2 separate regions of the Oryctolagus cuniculus genome follow, and region 1 is linked to region 2. The links are chromatin contacts, called in public Micro-C maps. All regions are on one chromosome and are shown on one strand. The core of a region is the stretch at or near the end of the contact, and the rest is flanking DNA. Distances in the headings are between cores, read along the strand shown.

The links. Hi-C and Micro-C count contacts between places; a contact is called where the count stands out from the background.
Region 1: a contact with region 2 is called in a Micro-C map of ear pinna, with 7 times the contacts expected there. The contact joins the promoter of TMEM170B here to the enhancer-like site in region 2. A contact is called at or near these places in 2 of 6 Hi-C or Micro-C datasets (ear pinna and skin fibroblasts).

Annotation. Positions count from the first base shown.
Region 1 is chr5:159,026,980-159,032,727 of mOryCun1.1, reverse strand. TMEM170B (transmembrane protein 170B) reads left to right here and starts at 2,967. Exons shown (of 4, transcript XM_070074414.1): 1 at 2,967-3,610. The coding sequence starts at 3,289. It overlaps LOC103349679, which reads right to left and starts at 3,680. Exons shown (of 9, transcript XR_011388801.1): 1 at 3,550-3,680.
Region 2 is chr5:158,987,283-158,992,279 of mOryCun1.1, reverse strand. All of the region lies in intron 3 of TMEM170B (transmembrane protein 170B), which reads left to right. Among named protein-coding and RNA genes, the nearest start is that of TMEM170B, 40 kb to the left of the region's middle. Within about 2 kb of position 2,674, at least 2 of the 8 cell types and tissues checked have an H3K27ac peak or open chromatin away from gene starts, as enhancers often do. A contact at or near this core is called in ear pinna, where this site is marked.

The sequences.
Region 1 (5,748 bases), core at 1,718-4,217, 40 kb before region 2:
CATGCCTCAGCAGGCCCATCATGGCTGGCCAGCATCCTGTATCTTGCTGTATCTTACTAGGGGGATAAACCAGGACTTCAGGTATTCCCAGGCCCAAAAATGTCATCTTTTTAAATTCCTTAGGCGGGTAATTTGGAACGATTCTACTTTCATTCAGTAGACTAAATATATTCAGAATGTGAGTTTCCACAATGCCATTTGCCACATTTTTTAAACAATAGAATTTGTAGAGAAGGAAAATACTCTGTTTCTCTGGTTAACTGGGATGGAAATAGCTCTTGACTGGAATAGGTGCTCTGCCACACATTTCAAGATGAAAATCTTGGTGCACTTCATCCCTTAGAACAACGTGCCTTCCTCTCTGCTCCTCCTGTTTATCACTGCTCCCGACTGAGTTTTATTTTCTTCTTCGAAAAACAACCGACAGAGCTTTCATGTCTGTTCGCGATTTGGGCAGACGTGTGGGGGTGTGTGCCATTTGAAGAAAATTAATGTAATGGTGTTGTGAAGGTTCAATTCGTCTTTGTGAAAATTACAAGAGCTCATATATAGATGTGGGCACAACACCTAGCAAGAGGAAGGACCTCTGTGCTGATTAGACTCCATCCTTATTAAAAGGGCATCACAAATGGAAGAGAGAGTGTTATTTTCCACATATTGCATCTACTGAACCTGCCCAGGATTTGAAACTGTGGAAATGTGTCACAAAACGCGACTAAGTTGCCTGTGCATTATTAGTCGACAATATAGTACTGCACAGCAAGGAGGGAGATAAACAAGCAGCTGGCAGCAAGAAAGAGAAAAAATGGCTTTGATAGCTAACGTTTTTCTCACAGGATCAACATTTTATATTCTAGTTGATTTTAAAGGCTTTCTTCTGGGTTCTCTCTGGAGAATTAGCAGAACAGCTAAGACTTACAGATGTTCTCTCGCTCGTGTTGAAGAAACAAACCAAGAACTGTCTGTGAATTGTTTATTTGACATGCAAGGGCACATGGTTACAAAGCACCTTGAGGACTCATCTGTGGGTATTCCCTGATCTCAGGCAGGAATGGGACCAACCCAGCCTTGGACTGCAGTACTAACTCAGTGTCAGAGATCCGAAGAAAAGAAATTCTACAACCTTCACTAGTATTAACTCAGATTTGATTTTCGTGACTCTGGCTGTTGGGAAAAGACACAGTTTTCTCAAGCATACAGGCTTCCAACATGGGCGGTATCACTAGTTGTGCCCAAGCGAAAAAAAAAAAAAAAAACCAACAACAAGTGAAATGCAGTGAAGAATCCTCGAATCCCATCCCTAATGCCTTTGACGGAAGTTACGGATAGGCGGTAACCAGTAAGTGCTCACTGCGTTGGACTGACTGACAAGCAGGGAAGATCCACTGGGTTAGTGCGGAACATCATCCCCTGCGGGCGTCATTGCTGTCTTACTGTCTCTTCTCCTGACATCAACACGTGGGTTCTGTTTTTCTTCAAAAAGGATGCAGCACACACACACACTGTTGCCTTTGGCAATCATTTACTCATTCAGCACATTTATCTACTGAGCCTCAGGGGCCAGGCACTGTCCCAGGTTCTGAACGTTTTAAATAGTGGCGTGTATCCTAAGAACCTCAGTGCACCCCATGTAAGCTAACTCAAAGCCCCTGGTAGGCCGTGTAAATGCCCGCCGGCTCAGCTCTCAGGAACCGTTCGGTGCACGTGGTCCCATTCCATGACCTCCGTGGCATCACCACGAGGCACCCTGCACCTCCGCATCCAGGACCTGGACCGTAGGGCGCTCACAGGAAGACACTGTGGGTGCTGGCAAGAGTCACAGACCGGGAACGCGCAGAGTGGACTCTGCACGGCTGTCACCTTTGCCCCCACTTAATTCTGCGGCATCACTTTCCCCACCTCTAAAATTAAAAAGTTTAAAAAACAGCAAATCCTCTTTCATGTCTTAAATGAACGTGTGTAAGTCCAGGGAGAAGACAGATTCTACACGAAGCGTTTTGACTTCACTCCCATTAATGATGCAAAATGCCCTTTTCCCGTGTCTGACAGCCACAGGACACCGTGGGGAGGAAGCCTGCCGCCGTCGCGTTATTTCTAAGGTGGCTCCCAAGAGCGCCCTGTCACGGGCGCTTCAGCCCTTCCGTGTCCGGCCGGATAAATCTCCCTCGGTAATTCTTACCAGAGAGCAGAGATGGGGTGGGCACGTGTACGTGATCGCCAAAAACCCCATCTTTATCTTCAGAGTTACCATGTTTCCAGCCCCCAAGCAGTTTAACTTGGCGAGCTGGATTTTAAATGCTCCGGGGGGGGGGGGGGCGAGGGATGGACGCGAAGACAGCAAATATGCGGGGGGAGAGGGATCTAGATTAAAAAAAACGCAAGATCTGCAATTTGGATAAATTCAGCGACGGCATCCGTCAGACCCCGGGGGCCCCCGGAGGGCGGGAATGAATGAAGAAGCGGGGCCACTCGGTTTTGTGACTTTAACATTTCATTCTGCCAGTGAGCGGCCCAGCCAGGTCACTGAACTCAGGAAAAAAAAATTAAAACCGCAAATTACTAACTCTGCGTGCTGAGCTATTTACCCCCTTCAAGTGCGGCGCGCGAGGATCTTCACCCCAAGGCGAAGGTCTGATTCGTCGCAGCACCCACCTCAGCGAGCCGCGCGGCCCCGCACCCGCGAGCCCCCGGCACCGGGGGGCGCGGAGGCGGCGCCCTCGGAGAACCCAATCAGCCGCCGGGCCGGCGGTGGCGCCAGCGACGTAGGCCGCGCTCGCCTCCGCGCCACTGCGGGCCGACGCTCGGCGCCGGCCGGAGCGCGAGCCCGGGCGCTGAGGGAGAGGCCGGCGCCGGGGAGTGGGCATGCGCAGTGGCTCCGCCAGGCCGGGCGGCGGAGGCGGGGCCGGGCGTGGGGAGCCGCGCGCGCGCGCGCACTCGAGCCGCCCGGCGGCGGCCGCGGGCGGAGGGGGCGGTTCCTCGAGTGTCGGCGACCCGAGGGCGGCCAGGCCGGGCGGCAGGTGCCGCCGCGGCCGCCGCCGCCGCAGCCTCCTCGGGGTGCCGCGTCCGCTGCTTCTCCAGCGGCGATGAGCTGGGCCCCGTCGCGGGGCCGCACCTGCCGGCTGCCCGTCACCGCCGGCCTCCCGGCGTCGTGACCTCGGCCTCCTCGCGTGTGCCGCCCCTGAGAGGCAGCGGGAGCGGCGGCGGCAGCCTCCTCCGCCCCGAGTGCTCGCTCGGGGGCCGCGCGGGGACAGCGCCCGGCCCCCTCCGCTCCCCCGTCCGCCGTCCTCAATGTCTCCCCGGCGGGGAGGGGGCTGCCTGGGAGACACGCTGAGCGGCCCCCCCCGGAGGCCCAGCGGCGGCGGCGGCGGCGGCGGCAGCAGCAGCGCCCGGCCCGGCGCCCCGCAGCCTCCCCCGGCGGCCTGGAGGAGCCGCGCACTCGCCGCCGCCCCCCGATCCTCACAGCCGCCGCCGCCCGGCGCCCCCGGAGAGGGCGGCGGGCGCCCCCCGGGGACGATGAAGGCGGAGGGGGGCGACCACTCGATGATCAACCTGTCGGTGCAGCAGGTCCTGAGCCTCTGGGCCCACGGCACGGTGCTGAGGAACCTCACGGGTAAATGGATGCGGGACCGCCCCTCGCCCCTTGCGGGGCCGGGCGCGCTCGGGAGCTCCGGGGCCCGGCCGGCCGGGAAGGTGTTGAGGGAGGCGTCCCGGGGGCGCCGGGGTCGGCCGCCGGCACCCGGCCCCGTAGTAGGCGCGGCGTCGGTGCGGAGACTCGCGCGCGGGCAGCGTTCGTCCCCTCCCCTCCCCCTGCCCTCCACGCACGCACCTGCCCTGGGTGGTGAGACACTTCCCTCAGCTTTGGCTCTTTGCGTCGCGAGTCGCCGGCCAAGTGCAGGACTTCAGTTCCCGGCTTCATCAGGATCAGTTTGCTTCCACTTTTTTTTTTTTTTTTCTGAGGGAGGGGTGTAAAGTAGATGGCTAAGTAGATTATAGTGGGTCAGGGGCTGGGCCAGGGGCTGGTGCATTGTTGGCATTTTAGCTTTTCGCTCACATAGCTTCCTTTCCCCGTGTCCTTTTGTCCGTCTCTGTCTCTCTCCAGCCTGGAGCAGCTGCATCTGGGACGTTTGCTAATTTTCAGTCTTTCCCCTCTTTAGTCAAGGGAGCTGATCTTACCCACGTTCGGATAACATCGATGGGCGTGTGTGACAGTGAGCAAGAGTACATGTGTGTTGCATCGGATTCCTGGGTTTGCCTTACGAAGAAACTGCTGCTTTTGTTCATGAGGAAATGCTGACCCTATACTTTGAGATGCGAATTTTACAAATACTCTGAGTAGTATTCACAGGAAAGAGATTCAGTTACAATTTGATGACTTTCCAGTGCATGCTTACCAGACTGACAACGTAAAATGAAACTATGAATACACACATACGTGTGTGTGTGTGTGTGTGTGTGTGTGTGAAGCCTGGCATGGCACAGAATTCAGATGTCCATTGTGTGTGTGTGTGTGTGTGTGTGTGTGAAGCCTGGCATGGCACAGAATTCAGATGTGCATTGCGTGTATGTGTGTGTGTGTGTATGTGTGAAGCCTGGCATGGCACAGAATTCAGATGTGCATTGCGTGTATGTGTGTGTGTATGTGTGAAGCCTGGCATGGCACAGAATTCAGATGTCCTTAGAGATTTTATGGAACTATATATAAGAGCAGCTTTACAGGCGCTAGTTTCTTTGTGGAAGCCCGGCGATTCAGGGACATTCTGGGAAGCTGATTCGTGGTGTCCTCGCTTGGATGCTGTGGAGCAAACTGACTTCATGTGATAGTTGCAGATCAGAGACGTGTTTTTTTAATGTTCAAGAAACAGTTGACACAAAGACTCTGGTGATCCAAGATGAAAGATTTGGAGACAGATTGCTTCAACTTATTATTATTTTGCTAGTATCAACTGTTTCATATTTCAGCTGTATCAAATATGTTTATTAGAGTGAAATGAAAAGGACTCAGTAAATATATTTGTATATATTAATGTCCATATTGGCCTATGAAGACCTATTTAGATAGCTTCGGGAGCCATGAAGTGAGTGTAATTTATCTCTTGACAAGATTTGATGATATTTAATATTCTGATCATTACAGTGGCTGCCAGGTAACAAATCAAAGCAGGGTTACTTCCAGTTACCTTCTCATATTATCTTTTTTGTAAAAAATAATTGTTTGCAAGGCAGAGAGACAGAACCCCCATCCTCAAATTTACTCCACAAGTTCACGCTCCAAATCTCTGCAACAACCAGAGCTAATGCCTGGAGGGAGCCAGGAACTCAGTCCAGGTCTCTGCCATTGGTAGCAGGAACCCAACTACTGGGAGCATTTCCTAGGAAATGGCTAGTGTCAGAGTAGAAATAGAGGTGAGGGTTAGGGGGAGGGTGTCACATGCTAACAACCCAATGCTTCTCAAAGGTCAAAAGGGACTGGCCTGATTATGATAAGGTTCTTTGTGGCCTTCTCCATGCCTCTCACCTTACTGATCCCATATGTAGCTTCAGAATTAACCAAGAGAACTGACTTGCAGTGCCGCCTAGGGTTTGGACTATAAGAAACAAAAGCAAACCAACAGAGCTCCCCTGAAACAAGACTGCTACCCCTGACTGCACCTACTGGATGTTAGGCATTTTACCAACATGGTTTCAGTCTTCAGAATAATTCCTGAGAGGACGTTACAAGCCTCAGTAAAGTTGGCCCCCTTCATAGAC
Region 2 (4,997 bases), core at 1,425-3,924:
TGCTCTTCATCATCTTCAGATTTAAGATCTCTTTTTCTAGGATCATAAAAATATTCACTTATGGCCGGCACCGCGGCTCACTAGGCTAATCCTCCGCCTTGCGGTGCCGGCACACCGGGTTCTAGTCCCGGCCGGGGCGCCGGATTCTGTCCCGGTTGCCCCTCTTCCAGGCCAGCTCTCTGCTGTGGCCAGGGAGTGCAGTGCAGGATGGCCCAAGTCCTTGGGCCCTGCACCCTATGGGAGACCAGGATAAGTACCTGGCTCCTGCCATCGGATCAGCGTGGTGCGCCGGCCACAGTGCGCCAGCCGTGGCGGCCATTGGAGGGTGAACCAACGGCAAAAGGAAGACCTTTCTCTCTCTCTCTCTCACTGTCCACTCTGCCTGTCAAAAAAAAAATATTCACTTATTTTTTGGAATTTACATTTGTAGTTTTGTTTCTAACATCTAGTTCTTCCATCCATCTGAAATTTACTCTGAGTGGTGTGACAGGGACTTACGTCCTCCAAATGGCTCCCAGATGCTCCAGCACTATTTAGTGAACGGAGAATCATGGAGTGGAGTTAGCTTCATCACTGAACACCACTGGGCCTGGGAGCCAGGACAGGTTGAGTGTGCATGGTAGGAGTTGCCAGTGTTCTCAGCACATTCCAGGTACTGTCTCTGAATCTCCATGCCCACCCATTCTGTAGCTGGGCAATTGTCGGGCCTAATTCAGCTGCTTAGTAGTGTCGCTTAGATTTTAACTCCTGAGTCTGGCTCCAAAACATGTGCTCTTTACCTTGTGCACACATGCGAAGTTTGGATGCACAGATTTGTTTGTCATTTCCCAGCCAACATGAGCTGGTAATTGCTTTTAGTTACCCCTTCTTGGATCATGATTGAAAACTTAATTTCACAGAAGTAGAGGCCTAGCTGTGTCTTTTATAATTGACGATAGCCATAGAGATCCAAGTGATTCCTTTTCTGTGGTTTATTTATAACATAATTTCTCTTAACAAACAAGGCATAGAATCTTTTAAAGATTTTTAAAGGATGTCTGGAGTAGCCGTTTATCCTAGCAATTACAAAGCCTGTATCCCACCTCAGAACGCCTGAGTTCAATTCCCACCTCCCATTCCTGACTGCAGCCTCCCTCCAATGCAGACCCTGGGAGGTAGTGGGGATGGCTCAAGTAGTTGGGTTCCTGCCACCTACCTAGGAGGCCAGGATTGATTTCCTGAGGCTGGCTTCAGCCGAGTCCCAGTCATTGTGGGCATTTGGGGAGTGAACCAGTAGGTGGCAGCTCTCTGTCTGTGTCTCTCACAAAAATGAAATTCAAAAATTTGAAAGAATGTGATCCAATTCTAAAATTTGGATACATGACAATTGTGAGTTTATTACCTAATTGAGTAAAAGTTGAGATTGTTATCGGCTACATTGTTATTTTCTGAATTTCTTATTCTCTTTTTCGTTTAGCATAAACGTGAAATGAGAATGATTTGGGGATTTATAACTAGACTTCCCTCAGCTGTATTTCCTTGAACTAGAGACCGAACCTCTCTGAACCTGTCTTTCCTCATTAAATTAGGTGATGATACCGGGGGAGGGGGGGTAGCATGATAGATAATTCAGACAGTATCTTTAAAGTTCCTAGTAGGATACATAAATGTGATAAGTACACTGTTTTATTTTCCTTTTATGTTGAAACAAGCATGTGAAGATTCTTGGCTTAGAGTAGTAATTTTCTTTTGCCATTTATGTCCGTTGTGGAGGACTATGGTGACTTTGGGAGATTTTGAGTAAGATACAAAATGTTATTAATCCTTAGCTGTTTTTGACAAAAATTATATCTAGCTAATTTTTATGAATAAGTTTTTATTTCAAATATTTGTCACTTCGGGGTATTTGGATAATTTATTTGTTCCCTTATGTTGTTTTGCTTAACCAATCTAGGATAGGTAGGCAGTTTATATATACATATAGGACAGAGAGCAAGAGAGAGAATCGTTTCAGTGCCATCTCCACCTATAAGATGGCGTAATTTAACTTAAATGTTTCCTCCTTTATGATTTTGGAGTGTACTTTTAAAATTAGCCTCTTAGATGCTACATCATTGTGTTTGCTAAATTAAGTGCATAGGTTGGATCAGATGTGCCTGAGGTTGCTTGTAACTCACATCCTCTGGCTCTGGGCAGGGCACTTTATCTAAACGTTTTTCCCGGGTTATTCACTGTCAAGCAATCTCCAAGTGACTTACAGTTACATGCTTTCTTTAAAAGTTCATAAACCATATTAGATGGTCGATTGTAGGATGAGGCAAATATTCTCATATTTTCCATGAAATTTAAGAATGAATTCATTTTACTCAAAAAATGAGTTTAATATGAAAAATACGAAAAATATGTTTAATATGAAAATGTCTGTAATTTGGGAATTACTGCTGTGTAGCTTCTGCGCAGTATATTGTATTGGATGTTTTTAAAAATGCTGGTGAGGTAAGGCCAATTGAATGCCCAGGTAAGAGATTGCAGTAATGAATTACTCATTTTTTTAAATAATTTTCTTAATATTTGGTATTCAGTTCGCAATGTATGCTCTGCATATTTTCGGTTGAGTAGAAAAGGCTGTTTTTCAACTAAGAGGCTAAATGTGGCGCAGGGAAGTGTAACCTTGAGCGCTCGCGTGGGAGCGCGCACAAAGGGTGGGGACCGTTCGCGAGGTGCAGCGCCGAGGTCTGCCGCTGAGTGAGGTCCTGTGTTTCTCCCGTTCCTGCAGGTGCGGCGGTCGCGGGCATCTACAGAGTGGCAGGGAAGAACATGGCCCCCTTGGAGGCGCTGGTGTGGGGCGTCGGGCAGACTGTACTGACACTAATCATCTCCTTTTCAAGGATCCTCGCCACGCTCTGAGGCTTCTGTGGGAATGCCCGACCTCACGCACGGAAACAGACCGCCTGAAAATGGCGTTGGTTACAAGTAGAAACAAATGGCCGCGGACCGTGCGCCGCGCCGGTCCTCTCGTGCTGTGTGCAGAGCCTGCCCTCTGGTGTTGGAGCGATCGCACCACCGCACTGCACCTGCCGTGCCTCCGTCCGGGCCCGGGGCGCGAAGACCGACGGGAAGCCAGGAGGGAAAACACCTTGTGTAGCTGCCAATCAGGTTCACAGCGCCATGTTCAGCTACAGGGACGTTCTGAGGAATTGCTACATGTGCCAAACTCTCTTCTTTCTGTTACCATTGATCATGTGACAATTTGCAAGTGTAGACGTAGATGAGTGCTGTGAACATCTCTGACATGAATTCAGGTCATGTAGTGAGATCTCTGTTTTGTGATGCTGAGTCCCGTGTGAGTGTGCTCAATCCCAAATCGTTCGTATGAGAGAGATTTTTTGGTTTTTAATGTTGAGCGTTTCTGAGATTTAGGGCTTTCATGTGTTTAGGCATTATTGTTATTTAATTTATGCAGGAAATAATTCTTCTTCCTGGAAGACTAGCTAAACTGTTTTAAGGACTCAGAATAGATCTATCGGGCACACAGTTTTTCACTAAATTAACACACCCTTTTAAGAATTTCCCTCATGCATAAATATTCTATTTAGATGAATTCAGAAACTTTATGGGTCACACACATTGACTGTCGTTTGTGTGTTGGAAGAATATAACTTAAAAATATTCTTATAAGTTTTGTTAAGAAAAAGTCTGACACACATGTTGCATTCTTTGACCCTTCTGAAGAAAGTTTTTGCCTTGTCTCTCACAGAGAACATCTGTACAGCTAGCCGTGAGAACATCTGTACAGGTAGCCGTCTGGTGTCTCGGCGGGGTTATAGTACTTGCTGCAAGCATCTTAACTTTGTTACAAAATGGAACCAGTCTTTTGTTCTGGAGTGCTAACCGTGTTTAAGGAGTGCCGTGCATTGGGCTCTGGAGCTCAAAACCGACCTGTAAATGAGTAACAGGTGAGCTTTACAGGATGCGTAATAAACTGTCTTATTTGGATGCATGTCAACGTCATGGTTCTAAGGGAAAGATTGGGAATATAGTTAAGCCATTTTAAATCTCAGCTTTATCAGTTCAGCCCCAAACGTGTATTTGAGTCATTCATTTCATGTGTTCAGTTCTCAATTTGAGCTGTTGTGATTTGAGTTTACCAGAATCCATGATGACATTAATAACAAAGGGACATGGCCTTTACACAGAACCTTTGAAGAGGTTTTCTAAGATGGTAGGAGGTAGGGGGATCCCAGAGCCTGGTGGAATTGGTCCCCCAGTGGGGTTTCCTTGGGTACCAGTTTCAATGATAAATGTGCTAACTCCAAGGAAGAACTGTTGTAGAGAATATGAAGTTCAGACACTCCAAAAGATGATCTGGCACCCGTGCCTTTCCTTATGGATAAAATAAAGCAAGTTTAAGTCCCCATTTAAGTTTAAGACCTTTGTTACCCAAAGCCCCTTTTCTACACCAAAAAAGTGCAGAATATATTAGCAAGTCAGCAAGGAGGAGTTAGAGAGGGTGTACTTTAGCCTGTGTGGGGATTTACTGCCACCGGGGACTAGAGATTTGTTTATTTGTTTAAAAAAAAAAAAAGTTAAGCAATTATATGTTCTTAAGGATCTTTGGAGGAAATCTTAAAATGGTTTTTTTAATTAAGTGTAAGGCTGGAATTGTTCTCAGGTGTTCTTTATAGTCCTGACATTTTCTTAGATTAAATTTAGGCTTCCCTTTCCAAGGCAGTTTGATTTCTCCTTTCCATTGGGCTTTGGTGTGGGTTCGTCCTTCCCTTTGGCTATTCTGTACATAGTGTAAAGCACCTGCCCTCGACCAGAGACCTGTCCACACTGGGCAGACCTTGCTTTAGACTGACAGGATGAACTTATGTTAGCATATGTTTATTTCATGGTTAAGAAAGCAAGGTAACGTGATAGGGAGTGGGTGGTTCATAATCCAGATTTGACATTCAGCATCTGGTTGCACCAAAGAGCTGTAAACTCCTGATTTTATTCTAGAATGAAGTACAAAT